Linked DNA regions of Sus scrofa: region 1 is linked to region 2. The links are chromatin contacts, called in public Hi-C maps. All regions are on one chromosome and are shown on one strand. Each heading gives the region's core, a stretch centred on a gene start, on an enhancer-like site or on the middle of the called end of the contact. The rest is flanking DNA. Distances are from core to core; before and after follow the strand shown. Region 1 overlaps IGF2BP1 (insulin-like growth factor 2 mRNA-binding protein 1). Region 2 holds the start of UBE2Z (ubiquitin-conjugating enzyme E2 Z).

Region 1 (2,700 bases), core at 49-2,548, 100 kb before region 2:
ATTCCCAGAGCAATTAATTTGTTCACCCCCCAAATCAATGCCCTAATCCCTGAGCTTAAACATTTCAATTGACTTGATTCTCACCGGTCAATTATCACTTACGTCCTTGCATATTCCTTGTACACAAACTCTTTAGATCAGGGACGGTGCCCAACAAAATCCTGGCGGCATGAGGGAAAATGAAACTGGGAGGCAAGGAAGTCCAGGTCTAGCCCTTAAACTGCCCCTGACTGGCTGTTCTGACTTCGGGCCCCGTATTCCTAGGTCAAGTCCACAGCGGCTCTTGCCAAGCTAGAGGGAAGGGGTGCGGAGAACACATGGGACCGAGGGAAGGGATGCCAAGTTCTCCTTGTAAATGTTCCCATCTTGGCTTCATCCCTGTGACCAAGTGTCTTCAAAAACGGAAGAGTCTTGAAGAGCCCTTCTTGCCCTGCAGCTTTGAAGGTGGAAATGCATTAATGAAATCCCTATCCAGGTTGGAATAGCTTAAGGAGAAAGTAGCACAAGCGCTGGAGGATCTATGTCGATGGCTCTCTGCTTTGGCTGGTTCATGAACCTGATCTAAGTTAGACAAAACTTCCTTAGATCAGGACAAAAGGACAAAGGTGAGAAAACAAGTCCTGTTCCAGGTCCTCAGGTCCCAAACTAGGCCAGCTTCCTGGGATCCAGTTCACTGGCCAAGAGGAAGTCTCAAAGCATCTGCATGACCCAGCACGTGGGATTTCCCATACAAACACGCTTCGTCATGAAATAGGCAAAGAAAATCCAGGGGTCCTCACACAGAGAAAACCAGACTCCTGAAGAACACCGTTGGCCAACTGAGAACACCCATCTACCTTCATGCCAGTGACAGGGTTGGCCAGGCAGAGGGAGGACCTCCCTTCAAGCAAACTCTTCCAGAAGGATGGCGGGGACAGCACCCACTGTGGCGGCCTGCCTGGCAGTCCGCACCAGGGAGGGCTGAAAGCAGCCCCCTGCACAAGCTCAGCACCCTTTCAAGGGTGTCCCTTCCTACAATCTCAGGTCAAAGGTCACAAATACCCTCTACCAAAGCCCAACTCTCAGTTTTAGGGGTTTTCTTTGCAGGGTAGGGAGGAGCTGGGAGGGGATGGGGAGGTGAAATCAAATCTCAGTTTGGGATGTTAATCCATATCCTGAAAGCCATGGCAGTCTGGAATGTCTGGAATGTTCCAGGAGAAGGAGGGGGAGGAGGGCAGGGACACCCGACCAATGAAAGACATCCTGGCAGCCCTCCCCCACCCCTCTAGGGCACACACACCCAATCCTGGGAACCCAGGCCAGGCCCCTTCATGCCTCTGAACCTTTCAGCAAAGCCCCCAACCCTGACAAAGACACCACAGAGGCTATGGAGAACCTTTGTCTTTTAAGCCCTTGGCCTGGTTTGTATTAAGTATGCTGCTACCTCCTTTCTTTCAGGCTCAAAGCACATGGGGCCATGTTGGGAACTGTACCTAGTACTCCCCTCCAGGAACCCCTGAGTAACTCATTCACCCTACCCATTTCCGGATGCCCAGTGCCAGCTGGGCCAGGGCAGCGTGCTGGGGGCTTGCGCTGAGCATTTGGGGGATCGGGTGGAAGCTAAGAGATCCTGCTGACTTCTCTGCTCAGTACCTTAGTTTCCTCCTGTGGAAAACGGGTAGGACTTTTTTGTGAGGACTCGAAGCACAGCAAATGCCCACCATGCCACGGGCTCAGTCCCCGTCCCCAGGAGCCTAATATAGGTAGGTGTCCAGACTAGCATAGGCAGGACTGACAATGAGCCACTACCTGTGAGAACAACATGGTTAGGCTTCTGCATTGGGAGGAAAATAGTAGGAAACACCACAGCCTAGAGTCCCACCCCGCATCCCCTCCTCCCAGGAATAACCAAAGGGCCTCACTCCAGCACTCCTGGGTCCACTGGCTTCCACAGGGTTAGAGTGGAGCCACTGCAGGTAATCAGGTACCACACTCAAGCAGGACCCTAAACTTCAATACCCATTGTTCAGAAAAGCAAGAGAATCCCAGAGGTTCCCAAGCCATCTCTCCCCCTCACCCCAGAGCTGATAAACCTGTTGAGGGAAAGGATGAAGCCTCCAGCCCCTGGCAATGAAGGCAATGGTTGCACCAGCTTAACCATTTTTCTGGGATGCCAATATCCTGTGGCTTCTGACCCCCTCTGCCTGCCCTGACCAGCAGGGTAGTTACCAGGCTCTGGGGCAGTGCCCCAGATACACAACGAAAGGGATGCTCCCTCTTTTTTTTTTTTTTTTTTTTTTTTTTTTTGGTCTTTTTGCCTTTTCCAGGGCCACTCCCCTGGCACATGGAGGTTCCCAGGCTAGGGGTCTCATCGGAGCTGTAGCCGCCGGCCTACGCCAGAGCCACAGCAACGCGAGATCCGAGCCGCGTCTGCGACCTACACCACAGCTCACGGCAATGCCGGATTCTTAACCCATTGAGCAAGGCCAGGGATTGAACCCGCAACCTCAGGGTTCCTAGTCGGATTCCTTAACCACTGAGCCACAACAGGAACTCCGAAAGGATGCTCCTTCTAATGTTGCTGGGGACAAGCAGAGGACGAGGGCCACAGGGACCACGTGACCATTCTTCAGGCCCAGGGGGAGATTCCAGGAGAGACCACAGGGAGACAGCATCCGAGCAACAGCTTAAGGAGTTAAGTGGGACAGTAAGAGACTCAGG
Region 2 (2,700 bases), core at 30-2,529:
TCTAAGATCAGTCACCCAAGAAATAAGCACAGAAAGGACCTGGGCCTTTGTTCCTATATTTGACTTGGGTCTATTTGCTTCAGAAAGTGAACTACATGACCCAAGGCGAAAAAAAGAACACAGAAAAGAAAGTCTTGCGTGGGACATTACAAGCCAAAGTGAGACTGGGGGGGTGGGGAGGAGGAAGCCTGAGTTCCTGGAACAGGTGTGCGAGTAGACAGCTTTTGGGGTTCTGGAAAAGTGGTGCAAGGGAAGACCTCGGGCATTTGGGGGAAGTGACCGAGACTTGGGGAGGGAACTAAGTGGAAGGGATGTGAGGAGGCCGGGAATAAATAGCCAGGCTGGCCTGGAGTCCCAGGCCCGGCAAAGCAAGCTGTGTGTTACAAACGGGGCTCCGGAGGAGACGACGCAGGGGACCGCTGGGTGGGGCCTCCGGGCAGCATCTAGCAAGCCTGGGGTGGGGAAGGGGGGAGAGGGGCGGCGCGGTGGGCGGGAGGGGGTGTTACTGAGGCGCGCAAAGGTCGGGTTTCGGGCGGGAGGTCGGAAGGTATGGGGGAGGGTGTCCGGACTGGAGGCGTAGGGCTCGGGGGAGGTTGCCGAGGGGCGGGGTCGGACTTGGGCACCCGAGGAGGGGCTTGGTGCGTGTGGGACTGGGGGCGGGGGAAAGGGGACCGGTAGCCCGACACTCTGGGCAGGCGAGACGTGGGCCTCGGAGCTGGGCTGCTGCGAGGGCAGCGCGGAGGCGGCCGGGGGGGGGGGTAGTGGGAAAGGGTGGGGGGCGGGGAAGGTCGAGCTCCGGAGCTCGGGCTGGGGGAGGAAAAACCCCGGCTCACCGCTTGATCCGGAGTAGACACTGCGGCGCGGTTCGCTCGCCGTCCCAGTCGGAGCTGAGTGTGGGGTCCCAGTGGCTAAGCAGCGCGGCCCCGTGGGCAGCGGCCGAGGGCGGGAGCCCGGGCAGCGGAGCCAGGCCGCTCCCCGGTCCCCCGGCCCCGCCCGCTGCCGCCGCCGCCGCCCACACATCCGGCAGGAAAGGCGGCCCGAACCCGCCGCCGCTGCCGCTAACGCCAACAACACCGGCGACGCCGCTTGCCCCGGGGCCCGCCGCCCCGGCTCCCGCCGTCGCCGTCGCCGCCTCCTCGGTCGGACTCTCCGCCATCGCTCCTTCGCTTCCGGGACTGCTCGGCTGCACGTCCGCCGACCAGAGCGGCCGCTGCTCCCTCCCGCTCCCGCACCACCGAGAGCCGGGCCAGAGTGTCCCCACCCTCCGCTTCCACGGCCCGGGTGGCGCTGGCTCCGCCCACCCCCGCCCCGACCAGCGAGAGGCGCTCTGCAAGAGCGTCCACCCACAGTCCTCCAGGGCGGGCGGGGGTCGGAGCTCGTCGTCCAAGAGAGAACTGGGCCTGCGTCGGGCCCGCGCTTTGCGGGAGGAGGGTCTGAGGCGTGTCCCGACTCTTAGGTGCAGTTGAGTGCCCAATGGCAAGGAATGTTTTATTTCCAAGTGTTGAAAGAGAGGAGGGGACGACCACTTCCCCCATTTACAGAGGCGACCCTGAGACGTGCCCGAGGGGTAAGATTGGGGATTCAGCTTCCTTGTAGGGAGGCGCCGAGTAGAGGAGTTGATTCGCTTCCTGTCTGAAAGTCTCTGATTTATCCTTCCTGCACCCTTACCCACGGAGGGCAGGCTGCCATTGCCCCCTGCCTGCAACAGGACCGGGAGGAAAGAAGGACTCAGAACCTACGACTGGAAAACTACCTCGTTTTAGAGTCTATCCAGTATATATTTATGAAGGGCCTGCTAAATGCCAGGCACTGTTGCTAGGCGTTGCCATAGAGATAATGAAACAGACCTAGAGAAGCTTGGTAAAAAGAAGAAAATCAGGCCTCCAAGCTCAGTATTTCTTCACACAAGTCCTTGAATATGCAGGAATCAAGTTTAAATCCTGGGAAGACTCCTCAGGACTTCACTGAAATGTATAACATGAAAAAGAACACTATGGACTAAGAAAAACAAGCCCTCCATTAAAAAAAAAAAAAAAAATCTTTCTTTTTTCTCCCTAGCAAGAGTACAGGATCATAATCTAACACACCACTCCCACCAGGACTTGGAGGGGCAGCACTCAGTAACCAAACCTGCGGATATTTCTGCAGCAAAGCGCATGAGTATTCATCCTAATTTGGATAATGACTATTCATAATACGTCTGACGAATAGCCTCACTTTAGATTATATTTTGCCACCAAGTTTGTTTATTTAAAATAAAGAAGTGTTTACACATCTTTGTGAATTTTCCAACAAGGGATTGTGGAGTTGAATGATAATGGCCAGCATTTATTGAGAGCTAAAATACCGTTTTTTAAGTTAATCTTTTTGTTGTTGTTGTTGCTTTTGAGCCACACCCCTGGCACAGGGAGGTTCCCAGGCTAGGGGTGGAATTGGAGCTGCAGCTGCTGGTTTACACCACAGCCACAGCAATGTCAGATCCGAGTTGCATCTGCAACCTGCACACAGCTCATGGCAGCACCAGATCCCTGACCCGCGGAGCGAGATCAGGGATCAAACCTGCATCCTTGTGGATACTAGCAGGATTTGTTTCCGTTGTGACACAATGCGAACTCCCTAGTTAACCTTTCTTGAGTGCCCAATATGTGCCAACTGCTCTGTATGCTTTGTCTTATTTATTCCTTTAAACAACCCTATGAA

Evidence for each region. A called contact is a pair of places that touch in the nucleus more often than the background predicts.
Region 1: a contact with region 2 is called in a Hi-C map of epiblast stem cells, with 1.9 times the contacts expected there. The contact joins the enhancer-like site here to the promoter of UBE2Z in region 2. A contact is called at or near these places in 2 of 5 promoter capture datasets (fetal liver and fetal skeletal muscle) and 3 of 47 Hi-C or Micro-C datasets (embryonic fibroblasts, epiblast stem cells and fetal skeletal muscle).

The regions. Positions count from the first base shown.
Region 1 is chr12:25,221,414-25,224,113 of Sscrofa11.1, reverse strand. All of the region lies in intron 2 of IGF2BP1 (insulin-like growth factor 2 mRNA-binding protein 1), which reads right to left. Among named protein-coding and RNA genes, the nearest start is that of IGF2BP1, 26 kb to the right of the region's middle. Within about 2 kb of position 1,298, at least 6 of the 83 cell types and tissues checked have an H3K27ac peak or open chromatin away from gene starts, as enhancers often do. A contact at or near this core is called in epiblast stem cells, where this site is marked.
Region 2 is chr12:25,120,651-25,123,350 of Sscrofa11.1, reverse strand. UBE2Z (ubiquitin-conjugating enzyme E2 Z) reads right to left here and starts at 1,279. Exons shown (of 7, transcript XM_021067113.1): 1 at 834-1,279. The coding sequence starts at 1,156.